Regions from separate parts of the Mus musculus genome. Here region 1 is linked to region 2. A link is a contact called in public HiChIP or PLAC-seq data. All regions are on one chromosome and are shown on one strand. The core of a region is the stretch at or near the end of the contact, and the rest is flanking DNA. Distances in the headings are between cores, read along the strand shown. Region 1 overlaps Fmnl3 (formin-like 3). Region 2 holds the start of Rhebl1 (Ras homolog enriched in brain like 1).

What was found. HiChIP or PLAC-seq counts read pairs in DNA pulled down with a chosen protein or histone mark.
Region 1: a contact with region 2 is called in an H3K27ac HiChIP or PLAC-seq map of extraembryonic endoderm stem cells, with 2.0 times the contacts expected there. The contact joins the enhancer-like site here to the promoter of Rhebl1 in region 2. A contact is called at or near these places in 14 of 39 promoter capture datasets (the 3T3-L1 cell line, 3T3-L1-derived adipocytes, the C10 cell line and 9 more), 3 of 115 datasets of contacts at active chromatin or transcription factors (bone marrow-derived macrophages, extraembryonic endoderm stem cells and pancreatic cancer cells) and 1 of 9 other capture datasets (liver).

Annotation. Positions count from the first base shown.
Region 1 is chr15:99,350,739-99,353,438 of GRCm38.p6, reverse strand. The region is part of intron 1 of Fmnl3 (formin-like 3); the gene reads left to right. Among named protein-coding and RNA genes, the nearest start is that of Gm22951, 16 kb to the left of the region's middle. Within about 2 kb of position 1,413, at least 31 of the 459 cell types and tissues checked have an H3K27ac peak or open chromatin away from gene starts, as enhancers often do. A contact at or near this core is called in extraembryonic endoderm stem cells, where this site is marked.
Region 2 is chr15:98,879,962-98,882,858 of GRCm38.p6, reverse strand. It overlaps Rhebl1 (Ras homolog enriched in brain like 1), which reads left to right and starts at 1,445. Exons shown (of 8, transcript NM_026967.4): 1 at 1,445-1,709; 2 at 2,280-2,351. The coding sequence starts at 1,658. It also overlaps a transcript of Dhh not described here.

The sequences.
Region 1 (2,700 bases), core at 164-2,663, 470 kb before region 2:
TGGAGGGGGAGCCAAACTCAGGGAACGTATAATTACAGTATGTAGTTAGGTGAGGTTTTGGTGAACATCGGCTGGAAACATGCATAGCACCAGGGGAACATCACCTGCAGGAGGAAATCTCTGTTGGCCGATGGGCTAATAGGATTTGGACAGAGTCTGGGACAGAGAAAGCACTCCAGAGAGAGGACAGCATGGGCCTAGACATGGAGGGGACAGAGCTTGATGTGCGCCGAGATCTGTCCAGGGCAGCTCACTGCTGTTGTGTAGTGCAGGCTGGAGCAGTGGGGGATGAAGCCTTGGATGTTACATGGAAGGAACTGTACCTAATGCTTTTTCCAAGGGAGTGTCACAAGCAGATTGTGGGTTGTGTGTAGGTCAGTCCCGTGAGTCCCATGGGACGAAGTCAGCAACGAGAGGAGGAGTTGAGTACTATATGATGATGGTGGAGGCACAGTGGGACTTAGAGGGCCTATTAAGTCTGACACTGGGAGCATGGAGACGAGACCATGAAACTCAGGATGTCTCCTGAGGTTTCTAGCTTGCTTGGTCAGTTAAGTGAAAGTTCCTTCAGCTGACAGAACACAGAACAACCTGAGAATGGTAAGTGGTGAGGCCTGTCTGAGACATGAAGGCTCAGAACCAGATGTGGGAATAACATCTACTGGGAAGCTGGAGATTTACCAGTGGAGCTCAAAAGAGATACTTGGGGCAGAACTATATATTTAAGGGTTACTAGTGTACTGGTCAAGTAAAACCTGGTCAGTTTATATTCCCACAGCCCAGCCCTTCGGGAACTGGGAGGGAAACTCAGAGGACTTAGTGTCCCAGGGAGCAAAGCGGACATGAGAAGAGTAGAGGCTGAGGAGAATGATTGACAGGTTTACAGACCACAGGTGGAACTGGAGGAAGTCAGGGACAGCTGGGAAAGTGAGGGATTTGAGGTATACCAGGAATGCTGGAAATCTGGTGACATCTTCCCCTAATCTCTAAGATAACCACACTGTGACCTGACAAGTTGAGTGGAATCCCAGATTTCCCGGCTGTTCTGATAGTGTGGCAGCTTAGTCATTGCTTCTGTCCTGCCCGTCTGGTAAACCCCTGATAGATGGTATGTGTAAAGCCGCTCTCCCCTGCAGAGTGGTTGGCTTGCAGGAGATAATGGACCCCTCCTGCACTAGCTGTTGGGCTACATCATATTCCTATTTTGCAGATGGGAAAACAGGCACAGAAAGCTGACAACTTTCCTAGTATCTCATGACAAATATTTTAAAACAAATGACCCAGATTCATAATCCTAGTCAAAGTCTCCTGACCAAGATTCAAACCTGCGTCATCTCTTGCTCCCAAAGCCTGAGCTGTTCTTTGTTTTGTTTTCAGGCAAGGTCTCACAGCCAGATCCTGACTCACAGAGATCTGCTTGCCTCTGCCTCCTAAGGGCTAGGACTAGAGGTGTGTGCCAGCGTGCTTCGCACAGCGTGTGCTGTGTAAAGTTTGAAATGTTCCTTGGCTGTTAGAGCATGCTGTGTCTCAGAGGACAGTTCCTTTCTCTTGTTCTGCATAGTGACTCTTACTGAGAAACGTTGATGGTGTCTTTGCACTGCCTTGCTCAGCTGGTTTTACTCGGTCTTGCTAGGCAAGGAAGCATGGTTTAGAGATCAAAGCTGTCAGACAAATCAGGACCTTCCTGAATTAGAAATGGAGTTCCCCGTGCTCCATCAAAGCTCATGGCAGGACATGGTAGAAGACCCTGGCTGCTGGAAACCACCTGTCTGGGCTTAAATTTGGGTTCTAGTACTTTCCTTTTTTTTTTTTTTTTTTTTTTTACCCCTCCAAGTTTTTTTCTTTTTGGGGGTGGTAGTGATGGTGGTGGTGATGGCAGTGATTCAACACAGGGTTTCTCTGTGTAGCCCTGGCTGTCCTGGAGCTCTCTGTAGACCAGGCTGGCCTCCAGTTTACAGAGATCCACCTGCCTCTGCCTCCATCTCCTCAGTGCTGGAATTAAAGGCACGCAGCACCACGCCCGCTGGTTTTATGACTTCATATGTGACTTTGAGCGAGTTGGTCTCCAGTTCTTACTGGGTTACAGGTGAAGGAGCATTTGCTGCAGTGGTTGTTGAGGGCGGTCACGGAGATAGTCTGAGACAAGTGCTAGTTATGAAATGCTTGGTTCTACATCCCTTCTAACCTCTGACCCTGACTAAACATGCCACCTAGGGTGCCTCACACTTCCATGAGGTCTCACTGGGTAGTCCTGCTTGGCCAGGAGCTTGCTATATAGACCAGGCCTCACGCTTAACAGATCTACCTGCCTCTGCCTCCCTAGTGCTAGGATTAGAGATATATGTCACCACATGTAGCCAAAAGCTACTCAGGGTTTCCTTATTTAATTTTTAAAAATGTCACATTTACACTTAAAATTTTTATTTATGTGGGTGTTTATGTGTCTGTGGACTGTGTGCTTGCCTGATACCTGCAGAGGCCAGATGAGGGCATCAGATTGTCTGAAACTGGAGTTTGGGTGCTGGGAGTTGAACCTGTGTCCTTTGGCAGAGCAGTCAGTGCTCTTAACCACTGAGCCCTCTCTGTAGCCCCCATCCCCCAGGGTCTCTCTAGATTATAGGGAACACACACACACACACACACTCTCTCCCCCCCCTTTAAAAAGATTTATTTATTTATTTGTTTATTTATTTTGAGTAC
Region 2 (2,897 bases), core at 196-2,695:
GTGGCGCAAGCCTTTAATTCCAGCACTCGGGAGGCAGAAGCAGAGTTCGAGGCCAGCCTGGTCTACAGAGTGAGTTCCAGGACAGCCAGGGCTACACAGAGAAACCCTGTCTTGGAAAAAACAAAAAACAAAAACCAAACAAACCAGAGTGAAGCAGAGCCTTAGGAACACCGGCCACCAGCGGCCAACTTCCTAGGTTCTACCTCAACGGGATGAACCCGCTGGTTAATTTGAAGCTGTCCATGACATACATACTTGTCTCCCTAAGGTTTTGTGCATATGTGTGTGTGTGCATGTGTGTGTGTGTGTTCTGGGGACTGCAAACAAGGCTGGCCTCATGCAGCTCCAAACTCTGAATAAATTTAAATGCCAGGAAAACAGATGCCATGTTTATCTCTTTTAGCAAGCCTGCAACAGTGTCTTGTCCAGAGCATGCGGAACATGGGCAACAGCCTTTTTTCTTTTTTTAGAACAAGGTCTTTTGGGCTCAAACTCACTACATAGCTGAGGCCGTAATGAGTTTGAACTCCTCCTGACCTTCTTGTCTTCACCTCTTAAATCCTTCGATTATAGACGTATGCTTTTCTTTTCCTTTTTCCCTTTTTCTGGACAAGGTCTTGGGTGGCTTGATCTTGTATAGCCCAGGCCAGTCTCAAACTCAGCATCCTCCTGCCTCAGTCAGTATTTGTTGAATAAATGAGTGTCCTGGGTATGATAAGGAAACCTAAGACTGCATACACACTGAAATAATTTCCCAAACAACAAGAACTCCAGTTCTGTGAAATCAGAGGCCTAGAACCCACCCCCACTCCTGAGAACAGGTTTCTCTGTGTAGCCCTGGCTGTCCTGAAAATCACTCTGTCAATAAGGCTGGCCTCAAACTCTGAGACATGCCCTTCTCTGCCTCTCGAGTGCTGGGATTAAATCCGTGCTTCAAGGGCCTAGAATCTTTTCAACAAAACCTCCAGCCCAAAGCCACGTGTAGTGGTGCACCCCTTTGATCCAGTACTGGGGAGGAGGAGGCAAGTGGATCCCAGTGAGTTTGAAGCCAGCAAGATCTATAGAGAGAGCTGTAGGCCAGTCAGGTTACACCAGTAAGACCCTGTCTCAAAAGCAAACACTCCAGCCGAACCACAACAGATATTTTCCTTTTCGTTTTGTATTTTCACAACAGGTGTTTTCCATCTGAGAGTCCCAGCTTCTTTGGCTAGGCAGCAAGTACCTCTAGGACCCCGGGTTCCTTTCTCTTTCTTTATGAATGAACAGGCTCAGGTCTACGCATGTGCAGCTCCCAAAGATCCCGCTCCACGTGAGGCCCGCCCTTCCCTCCTGTGGGTGACTCCGCCCTCCTCTATTCTAATAGACCAATGGGGAGCAGCATGTGGGGCGGAGCCGGGAGCCGCCCGGCTAGGTATCCCGCTCGTCTTGTCCCCTCCCCTGCCCCCCCCCCCTCGCCCAGCTCCCTTGCGTACAGCCGCTGTGTTGTGATCACGTGGGCTGCCCCGGGCGCGCGGCTTGTTTTGGTTTTCCTTGGCTTGCCGGGCGTAGCTTCAGCGAGCTACTCTTCTTCCCAGAGTCCACCTCGGCCTGCACCTCGGCTGATCTTCGGGTTCCCTCGGCCCGCACTCCTACGAGCCCCGCGGGGCGGCGTCCTGTCATGCCGCTGGTGCGCTACAGGAAGGTGGCCATCCTAGGGTACCGCTCCGTAGGTAAGTCCCCGCCCTCCCGAGAGCACGGTTGCTTTGTGGCCAGAAGAGGCGCGCTGTCGCGGAGATGTGACACGAGGACCCAATGTGGCCTGGGAAGAAGTCGGTTTTGCTGCCAGGAGATGGAAGGGTGGAGGGATGCTGGAAGAGGAGCGCGCAAGGGTTAAAGTGTACCGGGCTGTGGTTGCACCAGTCGTCCCCGCGTTGCTCTCTCTGGGAGCGGGGGTGGGATCAGTATTTGAAGGTGTGGTGGAGATCTCTGCCGGCTAGACACTTGCAAGTGTCCTTGGCCTGGTGCACTAGATCCCGGGGAATCTTTTTCAAAGGGTGAGATGGGGTGGGGCAGGAAAGGGCTTCCTGAAGCGTCACTGAATGCATCGAATCACCAAAACGTCGCGGAAATCTACTTGTTAGGATGATGGTAATAAAAGACAAAGGGTAAGCATTGCTTGGGAGCTCCCACAATCTGGGATGCTGATGTGAGGTGCCCTTTGGTCCTGGCCACAGTCCGAAAGGACAAAAGGTGTAAATATGGATGGATGACTATATTACAACAATCTTTGGTCCTTAAAGGGAAGACATCTTTGGCACATCAATTTGTGGAAGGCGAGTTCCTGGAAGGCTACGATCCTACAGTGGAGAATAGTAAGTAGTTGCATCCCCCCCCCAACACCCCCCACCACTTTGTTTTTTGTTTTGAGACAAGGTTTCTTTGTGTATCCTTGGCTGCTAGAACTAGCTTTGTAGACCAGATTGGCTTCGAATTCAGAGATCCTCCTGCCTCTGCCTCTGGAATACTAGGATTAAAGGCGTGCGCCACTACCACCTGGCATGAGTAATTTTCTTTAGTGTGAAGGGGATGGAACCTAGATAGACTGGGTGCCCTCTCAAACTCCATAATTTGAGATTTCTTTGTTGCAAAGAGGATGGTTTGTTTATAGGGTCCACTAATCAGCTCTGGGAGTCCCATTCTAGTGTCTAGAGCGTGGCGTTTGTGCCGTTCTAGACCAGGATAGTATAGATCAAGAGGTTCTCAGTCTCTGAGTTGAGACCCCATTTGCAACCCTGTACCTCCAAAAATATGTACATTGCGGTTCACGACGATAGCGAAATCATAGCTATGAAGTAGCAACAAAAATAATTTTATGGTTGAGGATCAAGCATTAGGAAGGTTGAGAACCACAGGTGTGG